Regions from separate parts of the Rattus norvegicus genome. Here region 1 is linked to region 2. Evidence: chromatin contacts called from public Hi-C data. All regions are on one chromosome and are shown on one strand. The core of a region is the stretch at or near the end of the contact, and the rest is flanking DNA. Distances in the headings are between cores, read along the strand shown. Region 1 has its middle 170 kb from the start of Gadd45g. Region 2 has its middle 220 kb from the start of Gadd45g.

What was found. A called contact is a pair of places that touch in the nucleus more often than the background predicts.
Region 1: a contact with region 2 is called in a Hi-C map of liver, with 6 times the contacts expected there. The contact joins two enhancer-like sites. A contact is called at or near these places in 3 of 12 Hi-C or Micro-C datasets (kidney and liver).

What each region holds. Positions count from the first base shown.
Region 1 is chr17:13,360,966-13,366,706 of GRCr8, forward strand. No RefSeq gene overlaps it. Among named protein-coding and RNA genes, the nearest start is that of Gadd45g, 170 kb to the right of the region's middle. Within about 2 kb of position 2,631, at least 9 of the 93 cell types and tissues checked have an H3K27ac peak or open chromatin away from gene starts, as enhancers often do. A contact at or near this core is called in liver, where this site is marked.
Region 2 is chr17:13,310,143-13,315,874 of GRCr8, forward strand. No RefSeq gene overlaps it. Among named protein-coding and RNA genes, the nearest start is that of Gadd45g, 220 kb to the right of the region's middle. Within about 2 kb of position 3,634, at least 3 of the 93 cell types and tissues checked have an H3K27ac peak or open chromatin away from gene starts, as enhancers often do. A contact at or near this core is called in liver, where this site is marked.

The sequences.
Region 1 (5,741 bases), core at 1,381-3,880, 50 kb after region 2:
TCACAGGGGACTCTGTGACAACATCTCTGTGTATTTCTTGTCAAGATCAACATTTTGAACCTTGACAGACTCAAAGTAACTCGGCGAAAGCTATTTTAAAGGGCACTATGTGTGACCATGACCCCTCATACAAGGTGCGCCTTCTTATTCAGGGTCCCACGACATCTGGGCCAGTGAAAGACATGCCAAGAGCCTGAGGAGGCGTCAGTAAAGCTCCTACCTCGTAAGCATAAGGATCTGGGCTTGATGCCCAGAAGCCGTGTTTAAAGCAGGGCATGGTGGCACATGCCTATAACCCTGCCACCAAGAAGACTGAGACAGGTGGGTCCCCGGGATTTGCTGGTCAACCAGATTCGAATAACAAGGAAGTTCCAGGTCAATCAGAGATCCTCTCTCAAAAGTGGGGGAGTGACACTCAAGGTTGACCTCTAGCTTTGTCAGTGCACACAAGTGTATACAGACACACACACACACACACACACACACACACACACATGTATACATACACCTGTGAACCCACAACAAACAAACAAAGTAGTAAAATTTTAAAAAAAGAAAAGTGGAGAAGGGCTGGAGAGATGGCTCAGTGGTTAAGAGCCCTGACTGCTCTTCCAGAGGTCCTGAGTTCAGATCCCAGCAACCACATGGTGGCTCACAACCATCTGTAATGGGATCTGATGCTCTCCATGGGTGTGTCTGAGACAGTGACAGTGTACTCACATACATTAAATAAATAAATAAATAAATCTTTTGGGGGGAAAATGGAGAAAGTACCACACTCCATGATTGGACACGGCTGCACAGACACCAGAGGCACTGGCTGCATGGGCGGTCAGCTAAAAGGCGGACACTTTACAAGATGCCTTTGTTTCAGATGCCAGATCTGAACTCAGGCCTCCTCAGGCCATCTGCACTTGTGACAAGCTGGCTGCAAAGTCGAGTTCTCACACTGTCCCCAGCTTGGTCATTTGCTGGAATGACGCAAAACACTGGGAGCACCGAGCCACTCTCGTACATAGTCTGTCCTGCAAGGTACAATCCAAATGAAGTCTCAGAGTCTCAGAGTCTCAAATAAGAAGCTCCTGAGTTCCTGGGATTTGTCACCTTCCTGGCTCATTAATGTACGACCAACCCAGGAAGCTAACCTGAGTGTCGCGTGTCCAATTTCCCCTGGAATCTCATATGAACCTGTGGCTGACTGGATCAATGGCTATGCCGAACGTAATCTCCACACCCCCCCCTTCTATCCTCTTGCATAATCTGCAAGGGCAGACCACTAACCTCAATGCTCTAACTTTCAACCACAATGTTGGCCATTCTGGCATGACTGGCCCTTTTCTCCTCATCAGAAGCTGACCCTGCCGCTGTGTTTGCGAGCCTCCAGAACCATAAGCCAATATCAACCTTTTCACTTACAAATTGCCCAGCCTGGAGTGTTGTCTAACAGCACCAGAAAATTGACTAAGGGGATAGAGAACCAATGACTGTTCAGTTCTGCGCACACGCACGCGTGCACACACACACACACACACACACACACACACACACACACACACAATCACTCACAGAAGAGGCCCAATGGGAACTGAGCTGAAGGTGTAACTCCACTAGACGAGAATTCTAACCCTTCCAGTAACTCATATTGAAACAGAAACTCAGATCAGCCAAATGTCTCTGGCCCTCACTTTTCTTATCCATCAAATACACTTAGGAAGAATGTCTGTGCCACTGGGAAGTTGGTGGCATAGAGGTTACGGCCTTCACGATGGGTCAATGACATTCTGCAGGCTTTGTTGCTCAGTCTTCTCTGGACACAAACTTTTTTATTTTCTGATGCAAACTGGGCACGAGTTTAAGGGAACATTGACTCAGAAGCCAGTGACAGGCACCTTTCCCCAGGGACCTGACCCCTTTGGAGCTTCCCATGCTCACCCCGTGCCCCCCAAACCATGATGCAATCATGGGAAACCAAGCGCTTTGCCAGTCACACAACGGTCCCTGCTGCCAGCACTAGGTCACTGAAGCCACGGGATCTGGTTTTCCAAGAAGAGGCCAGCCAGGCAGCAGGGGCAAACACTAGGAATGGAAACAGGCAGAAGCTTGTCAGTGTTTTCACACAGGAGAGACAAGGCTGCAAGGCTTGGGGTGCCAAGCTAAACAGACACACAAGCAACCTGCTCCTGCATGCTCCCGACACTTTAGCCCGGCTCAAGGGGGAGAGAGGAGAGAGAGAGAGAGAGAGAGAGAGAGAGAGAGAGAGAGAGAGAGAGAGAGAGAGAGAAATGAATTTCTATCATTCCCTTAGCCTCAGTCCACTTAAGGCCTCGGCTGCAGAGGCATTTCAGGACAGCGCAGCCTCGGGGCAAGGGAGACGTCAGGCAGGGCTGGGGTGGAAGAGTGGGAAAGGGAGAAAGCAAGCATTAATCCGCTAAGAAGCAGGGTAGTCACATCCTTGCTCTTCTTGGATCATCTTTTTTCAAAACCTAAAAACAATGCAATGCAAACCCCAGGGTTGCTACTGCTGCAGACGCCTGTGTTTGATTTCCACCGCTTCTCTAAGGGAACATCAAAGCGCTGACACTGACCTTGCTATTCCTCCTGGGATAGGGTGAGCACCACACACATCCAGGCACACAGCCAGCCACGATTGAAAACAGCATCTCGCTGTCTGCTCCTGCCTACTCCTTCATCCTGCGCTCCTAGGGACTCTACACCCAGAAGGGCATCCAGGACACTCTTCCGGCCTCACAAGCGTACCCCTCCTGCAGTCCCGGCTCTTTGGAGCAAAGCGGCTTCGGCTTCGTGACAGATTGAAAGCGGCACATGAAACGGCCCCTTCAAAGGGAGAGGGTGTCTCTAACGAGCTTTTGAAAGACGCACGGCCTCACCCCACAGAAGGAAGCAGCGGCCACCCAGGCTCTGCAGACGGGCTCTGCACTCAGAGCCACGTTCCCTGAGCTGCTGTTGTAGCAGGAATTCTCAGAAGCGTATCCATCTACCTACCATCCTCCTCAGAGTCCACAGAGGGCAGGAACGGCTGCTACGGGAACTGGGCGCACTTTGGCTCCAGCTCCATTCTAACTGCCACCTTTCAGCTCGGTATCTCTGGGTGTGATCTCATTATAGGTGTGTGTGTGTGTGTGTGTGTGTGTGTGTGTGTGTGTGTGTGTGTGTACAAACACTGTACACTTACGTACACGTGCATGTGGAGGCCCAAAGTGTCCTTCCTCCAGCATCGTCTACCCTGATATTTGAGACAAAGTCTTCGTGTTGTTTTTTGTTTGTTTGTCACATTGACATGAACTACAGTCCTCTGGGCAGGGAGCCTCACCTGAGACGTTGCCTGCCATGGGCTGACCCATGGGCATCAAGCCAGTGGCAGCATTCCCTTGCAGTCGCTGCCTCAAGGCCTTGCCTTGAACTCCTGTTTTGGCTTCCCTGGATGATAGTCTCTACCCTGCAAGCCACATTAAAAAACCCCATCCTCCTCCAAATAGCTTTCAGCCATTGCGTTGTCACAGCAACAGAAACTAAATTACAACGGTCTCTTGCTGGCCTCGACTCACCGAGTAGGCTGCGCTGGTGGACCAGCAAGTTCCAGGAATCGGCTGCCTCTCTTCCTCCCCAATAGTGGGACAGACATAGCAGGTCCTGACACAGCTTGGCTTTCTCAACATGCATTGTAGGGGTTGAATTCAGGCCCTCAATCTCACAAGGAAAGTAATGGTTATATCCCTGGAAACCCCCTGCTATTATCTTCCTGGCCTTATTGTAACTGTGTCTCTTAGGACCTAGGCTGCCCTTAAGCTTGATATGTAACCAAGTATGGCCTTGAACTCCTGATCCTGCTGTCTCTGCCTCCCCTTGGCAGCCACACTGGCAACTCTCATTCACTTGGGAAACCCACCCAGCTGAGTGGTCACCTCAAACCACAGGGAGTGCCAAGCACTTTCACAGCGGCGGAGATGAAAAGGCCTACACCAGATCAAGCATAGCATGCGGTCCAATGGGAGAGCGTGTGCCTAACGAAGATTGTCACAGAGCACTGCCTTGTTCAGAGGCCCATCGCAGAGTTGGCAAAGGGAACCTCTCTTTCCATATTTGGCCAGACCTGCGGTTGACAGAACACATGCTACTATTTTGAAATAAATAGGGTGTTATTTTGGTATGTCTGTCATTGGTCTTCTGTTCCATGGCTGATATCAAACGCTCCTAAATGCCCATGTAGAAATATTAAGTCAAATACTGGTGATTTAGGAATGCAGTTCTTCATCTGTTGCCGTTGAAGGCAGATGTGTTCTCCCCGTTTAAGACCAAATCAGGCATTTGTCAGTTCTCTTGGCCAACAGATAAGTCATCAGATTCTCATTGCACAATGAAAAGGATCTCAGAGGATCGATCGCAAGGTCTTCTGCATAACATGCATCTGTAAGTGGGCCTGGTCCCCTGAAAGTGACCTGGGGGACACCAGACTCAACCTGGAGTTAGAGGTTTAAGTTGGAGACACACGGCATTTTATAAAGTCTCGGGTGCCCACAATATCCCAATCCGTCCTGTATTTCAGAGGGCCATTTTATTTAGATGAGAGAAGACCCAGTTTTCTCAAGGCCACAGTGTGACTGGGAGGCAGCAGCTAGAGAGAGAAGTAGGACAATGATGGAATGCAGGGCAAAGTTAAGGTTGCATGCACATCGGTAATGTGAATGTCCCAAGGGTGGACACAAGTACCCAAGTGATTGAGGCGACTCCTGGATTGTGGTCCTGCTCACCATCCAACACGGCATGGCTAGCACCCTTAGAAGTCCCACAGCATAGACACTATGACAACCTGGCTTGTCATTTTAGCCTATGACAAGCTCTACCAGAGATCCGCAGAGTTGATAGTGTCCCCTCCAGGCTGAGGGCTGAGACCACCATGTCCTCATAATAGTTTTGGTCATTGGAACAGTGCCAGTCTCTCATGATTAACACGGAATGGAGGATTTCTGTGTCTCTGAAGGGTCTCTCCTCTCTCTCTCTCTCTCTCTCTCTCTCTCTCTCTCTCTCTCTCGTGTGTGTGTGTGTGTGTGTGTGTGTGTGTGTGTGTGTGTGTGCTACCATGGTTTCTTCCTAGATAAGTAGACATTCAATAGACCTTTGGAAAGACCCTAATACACCCTTGGACCATTGATAAGTGAAGTTTTTCTCTCCCTACAAGTCATCACCATGAAGCGAACACAACAACAAATTCTTAAGTCATATTTAGACTTGATCTTCAGGTATGTTACCACTGTCTGGACTCCTTTGGAGGTGGGGGGGGGGATGGATCCTTTGCAAGGGGCTTTGGAGACCTTGAGTAACAACTAGACATCCCCAGGACCTGGGTTCCCAGCCTGACCGTAACTCTTCTGACTGAAGCAGAGTAGAGCTATGACTACTGGATTTTGGGCATGTGCTGGGATGACGGGTGGAAGGCAACTGATATCTGTTTATTATAATTTCGAATATTACAGCCTAGGGGTAAGCTTCCTGGGCCAGATTTGCAGCAGAATTTATGAGAAGCTCTCAATCCTCTGCACACAGGACTTTGTTCAGATCCACTGGAGGGACCCAACGGGCCCAGACATTTAGACTTTCCCCTCTGATTACATGGTGTGGCCATGAGCAAGAGATGAGCAAGCCGAACGCTCTTCGGGTCAAAGTGAAGAGGAGGCCAAGCACCATTTCCGGTTGGTTCCGTATCTCCCAGGCACTGCTCCTCA
Region 2 (5,732 bases), core at 2,384-4,883:
ACTGAGACCTCCTGCATCAATGAACAATCAAGATGACCCCTTATAGACATGGCCACAGCCCCGTCTGATCTGAGCAATTCATCAGTCTTAAGGCTTTCCTCTCAGGTGGCTTAAGGCTGTGCCAAGTTGATTTAAAGCTAACAAGGACCACCCTCCATCAGATCTCCTCTAGAGCCTAAGGCCTTCTATGCTGCAGAGCCCCCAACCTTATAGATGGCATTCTCCTCTTTCTGACAGTCTCCTCACTTTCTTCTTAGCACAGCATAGAAACAGAAGGCAAAGTGTCTCATCTGGGCTATGGGTTTTGAAACCTGTGACTCCAAGTTCCTCCCTGAATCCTCTTGAAGCTGGGTAGAAAATAGATCCTTTGCCCTCAACTCTTGGAGGTTGATAAACCCCAATCCCATCTCTAGACTGGACTGAGTGCTATAAGGAGATCAGCCCAAAAGTACTGAAGCATTTTCTACAAAACATACAGTCATGCCCCTGTAGCAGCAAGGCCAGAAGGCTGAATTTTCCATGCACACTCCTCTAGCAATATCTTCCATCCTTCCAAAGCAACTGATTTTTAAAGAAAGAAGCAATACCCGGGTAACAAGCTAGGCTGTCAAGGAATATCTGTGGGTGACTGTTAAACTGGGGTGTGAGGTTGGGGACTGGGTCTGCCGTAAGGGATCTTGATAGTAAGTATAATAGGGCCGACTCTGAGTTAGGATGAACAGAGAGGAGAGTCCAGCTCCACCACAGAAAAGGCCACTGCAAGTTCAAGTCTCAGGAAGGAGCTCCCTGCTCCTGCCCACGTACGGAGAAAGGTTAGCAGACAGAAAGCATCACCAAAGGCAGGAGCCTTCTGGGTGAGACGACCAGGCCAGAAATCCCTGCAGATGTGAGCTGGAAGTCTGGCATCAAGACGTCAGCATGACTGGTTCCCTCGGAGAAGACTCCATGTCCTCATAGGACTGTCCCTCTGAGAGCCTGGGCTAATCTCCTCTCCTTCAGGACAGTCTGGCCAGCCCTCCAGCCCTCACTTTGACCTTACCTCCTCTCAAAGGTCCATATCCCCAAACACATTCTAAGCTCTTGAGGGCCGAGATTTCAGTGTAAAATATTAGGTGGCACATAGTACCACCCAGATGTGTCGGCTGAGGGGAAATGTGTCCCCATCAGCAAGGTCACCATGTCTCCCTAGGTGAGAAATACAAGCTGAGGGTCTATCCTGGAACTCAGTAGATGGGCTGTTTTGAGCGTAGGCAGAGCCTGCCTTTTACTTCAGAGCCAAGTGCTAAGAACACTGCTCTGCACACCATGTTCTTGGCTGTCGGACAGAGGGGAGAAGGGACAGACAGAGTGGAGTGAGACACTGGAGGCTTGGACAATGAGAGGATGGAAGGGGTCCCTCCCCCGAGGCACTGTACCTACTTCCAACCTGTGGGGTCGAAAACTAAACCCCACACAGGTGACCTACCAAACAGGCCATGCTGGAGAGAAAGGAGTGGGCTCTCTTCAGAGAACTCCTGACCAACCAGAACGTGCACAGTGTGTGTTTTATCAACCTCAGGCTGAGAGTACTGAGAGCTGAGGCAGGAGCCTTCCTTTTTCCTCTCTCATGCCCATGGGTCTGAAAGCAGTCCCTAGGGGGAAGAAGTTGGCCTTAAAATGGAAGGAGGCTGAGAAGTAAAGAGATGGGGGGGCGGGGAAGGAGGAGAGGGACAGAGAAATAGAACGCACAGAGGGGAGAGGAGAGGGACAAAGGGAGAGGACAGATGTGGGGAGAGCAGGAGAGGGAGGGAAAGAAGAAATTAACAGCTGTGGAGATGTCGGGGTCGGGGAGGGTGGAAGCAAGAGGTTCCTACACAAAAGATGGAAAGAGAAATCCTGGGGTTAACATTCATTCAGGTGAGGAGTGAGGCTTGCCTTGGTTCTCAGTCTTACATAAGTGAGGAAGGGATTTGGATGCACTGCAGGGAGAGTCAGCTGGGATCCCTCACTGGAAGGCATCGTAGGTTTGCCTCTCCCCCACCTCATGCTCCTGATGATGGATCTGTTTTCCTGTGTTTATTCTTCTTCTCTCTTCACCACTAGCTGTTCTTCATGAATACTTTGGGGTCCCCACATATTCCATGGTAAGCTGACCCACAGGTTTGTTGTCAACCAAGTCTGTCCCCTAAACGATGCTATCTTATCCATTAGTCCCCACCATGCTATCATAGCAGAACAGAAGCCCATTGGCCCGAATGTCCCCGACACACTGGTCACTTTCCTGTCCCTGGGTGACCCTGGAGTCACTATCTCTCTAATACTTCAGTCCTGCGAGGTCCCTGTGATAAAAACGCCATGACCCAAAGCGACTTGAGGAAGGAGGCTTGATCTTAGTTTCTGGTTCCAGCGGTCCCGGTAGATTGCAGTTTGGTGGGGAAAGTGTGTCGATGATGGCAGGAGCTAGGAGCTGTCTGACAGGGACTAGGGGGCAGGAAGTGGGGCTATGCTATAAATCTTCAAGGCCTACTTCCTCCAAAAGGCTGCCCCTCCTAAAGTTCTATAACTTCCCCCCGAAACAGCGCCACCCGACTGTGGGTCAAGTTTTCAAGCCCATGAGCCCCTGGGGATTTCTCCTTCAAAGCATAACCATTTTGTTTGATAACTTGATTGGAATCAGGAATCAGCTAGTCTCTAAGCAGGACTGTGAAGGCGTTCCCAGCAAGGATTGGCTAAGGGGAGAAGCTCCTCCCTCAGAGTAGGCGGTACCCTCCGGCAGTCCCTAGAGAAAGAGGTCTGAGGACCATGTACGGCTGTCTGCCTACATGCCTTCACTATGTGGTGAAGGTGTCCATTCTGTCGCTGGGTCACCATCACCAGAACACTGCTTCCCAGGCCTTCCAACGTGGACTGAAGACCGACAACGCTCTAGGAACCCGCTAGACCGATGGTTCTCAACCTGTGGGTCGCGACCCCTCTGGGAGCTACATATCAGATATCCTGCACCTCCAAAGTTTACATTATGATTCATAACTAGCAAAAATACATCTTTGAAGTGGCAACGGAATTTCGTGGTTGCAGGTCACCACGACGTGAGGAACTGTAGTAAGGGGTCGCACCCCACCAAATCAGGAAGGTTGAGAACTACAGCTCCAGACCTTCAGTCCCAGACTTAAGACTATGGAGGCACGCACAACTGCCTGGTTCTCCGGCTCTCGAAGCATACAAGCAGCCACTGTTGGCCCATCTGGCCTCTACCCTGTCAGTCAATCTAATAAACTCCCTTTTAATATACATCTGTTCTGTCCATTCTGTTCCTTAAATTCATACACAGAGTTTGGGGGAAAAAATCAATCGCCAAATCCCAGAGCCTTCCTCTGAAGCCTCAGGGTGCTGGGACTCCCAGCCTCGGGAGACATGGGATTTCCTAGTTAAGTGCTTGACACTTAGAAGACATCACCTTGGGCCTGCAGTGGTCCCTCAGTGTCTCTACAAATTGCAGTCAACTGATCTGGGACTTGCAGAGGAGAAACCAATTCTAGCAAGAAATGAGACTCCTGGTCAGGGAAGAACTCCCCGGCTGCTATGGGCTCCAATGCCTCATGGATCAATGCAGGCTTCAACCACAGTGTAAATCCAAACAGACCAGAGGTGAGGGAGGTCATGTTCATGTCCTCGCAGAAGATTAGCAGTCAGAGGCCAGGAAACAGGGTCATGTGCGTCCAGACTTGGGGACCAGCACAAACAGGATATGAAACAGGACATGCCCAAACATGAATGTCTGGCTTCTGGTTTGTTCTTTCATTTAATTAGCAAGTGTGGGCACCCAGGCCTTCTGCTGAGAGGCCCCAGCAAGCGTTTAGCCAGGGCCAGCTCACTGTGTGGAGCAGTTGGTCATCCTCAGGGTTCAGTTTTTCAGGACACCGTCCACCTTGTTTTTGGAAATAGCGTCTCTCGCCGACCCGAACCTCGTCAATTTGATTAGACTGGTTGGTTAGGCCCAGAAGTCCAACTGTCTCTGCCTCTTTAATAATGGGATTAAAGGCACGAGCCACTTGCCAGGCCTTTTAAAAGTTCTAGGAACTCAAATTCTCATGTTTGCCCGCTTGTTGGCACATCACCTGCTGAGCCATCTTCCCACCCCTAGTACTGACTTCCGAGCAGCCTGCTTCCACATTATTTTACTCTCTGCTGTGCCCAGAGGTGGAGGGTTGAAGGCGGTGCTTCCATTCAGAATGTTCCTGAGAGATGTGGCCCTAGAGTACAGTGACAGTGAGGAGCTTCGTGTCCCCATATGTGGACATGCTGGCAGCGTCTCTCCCTCGTGCATTCTGCTAATGAATAACCATTTGCTAAGTAAAGTGGCTTCAGTGGGTGTCCCTCAGGGAGATACCAGGTATTTGCAGGTTAGAGAGGAGGGCACGGGGTAGGCAGGATCTGCCACAGCAGCGTGTTCTAGAGAAGTGGGGGTGACAACCAGCTCTGGGGATTCTGGGAAGATAAAACAAACCCAAGTGATCTCACCTGCCAAGGTCAACGCTTGATTTTTCTGGAAATGCATGCCTCAGGTCAGCATCCAGACAGAGCTAAAAATTTGCTCTCAGGGGCCCGCACACTCACTTCACTAGATTGGGGCAGAATTTCTTCATGTTCATCGTAGCTGTGCCCTCATTCCTGAAGCTTCCACAAGATGGAAGGTTATTTGGTCTCCAAAGAAGCCTAAGGCACTCGCTCAATTCACCGCCTTGGGGCCCTTGAGGAAGCACTGAAGAGGAAAACGCTCCTATTTTAAAGATGAGGATACTGAGGTCCAAAGCTGTGCAAGCATGTCTAGGGGACAGAAGTGGGGGTCGAGGGAATCCAGGGAACAGGAAGAGGCAGGACCCGGGGACACAACCAGTATCATTTGCTCAGCTCCATGTCGTTCTGAGAAGCCAACGCCTATTCCAGGGACACACCAGCTGGGCTTCCTGCCTAACCACACCACACCCACGACAGTGGGACCCTCTGTGAGGTGAAGCCACCTTGTGCAGGCATAGCATAGGCCGTGCCTGATACTGCAGAAGGCCTGGTTTCTCTTGTTGCATTCTGAGACCCTTGGGTTCAGCCCTTGGACCCACAGGAACAGACTAGACACGTATGTCCTCTGATTCTTACACTCTGAGAGGTGGCTCCAGCCGTCCATGTAGTCACGGCGCTCTGGTGTTGAGAAAGACAGACCAGCCCAGACTTGGAAGACTAGGCCCAAAGCACCCATGAAAAGGTCCTGCCAGCAAGGCAAGCTCTACACAATCCCCCTGCTCCAACTCCCATCTACACAGAGCCTGATTGTCTGTGTCCCTTCCAGGGGCTGCATGCCACAGACTATTGGGAGGAATTAGGGTGCAGGTGCTGTCACCTCAGAACTGGCTACTGGTGACATTCCCTAGCCCTGGCACTGAGTCCCGCTGGGAACCCTGGATCCCTTCAGCTCCATCCAGCACACACCATGGAGCGCAGGACAGATCACTCCAGCTGACTGTCCTTTCTAGTAAGCCACCATGAACTCCAAACTTCAAAAACAAGATCCCAAAAATAGCCCCGAGGGAAGTTGGAAAGAAAACTGTAGGCTTTGCACAGGAAAGCCAAGGGCCAGGGTAGCAGAGTTCCCCTGTGACCTCCATGTTAGATAGCAGCCTCTGTTGGCACCTTGAAAGCCCAGAAGGCAGGATGTTTAGAGATTCCGGGTACCAGCTGCATGTTCATTAGTTGGGGCT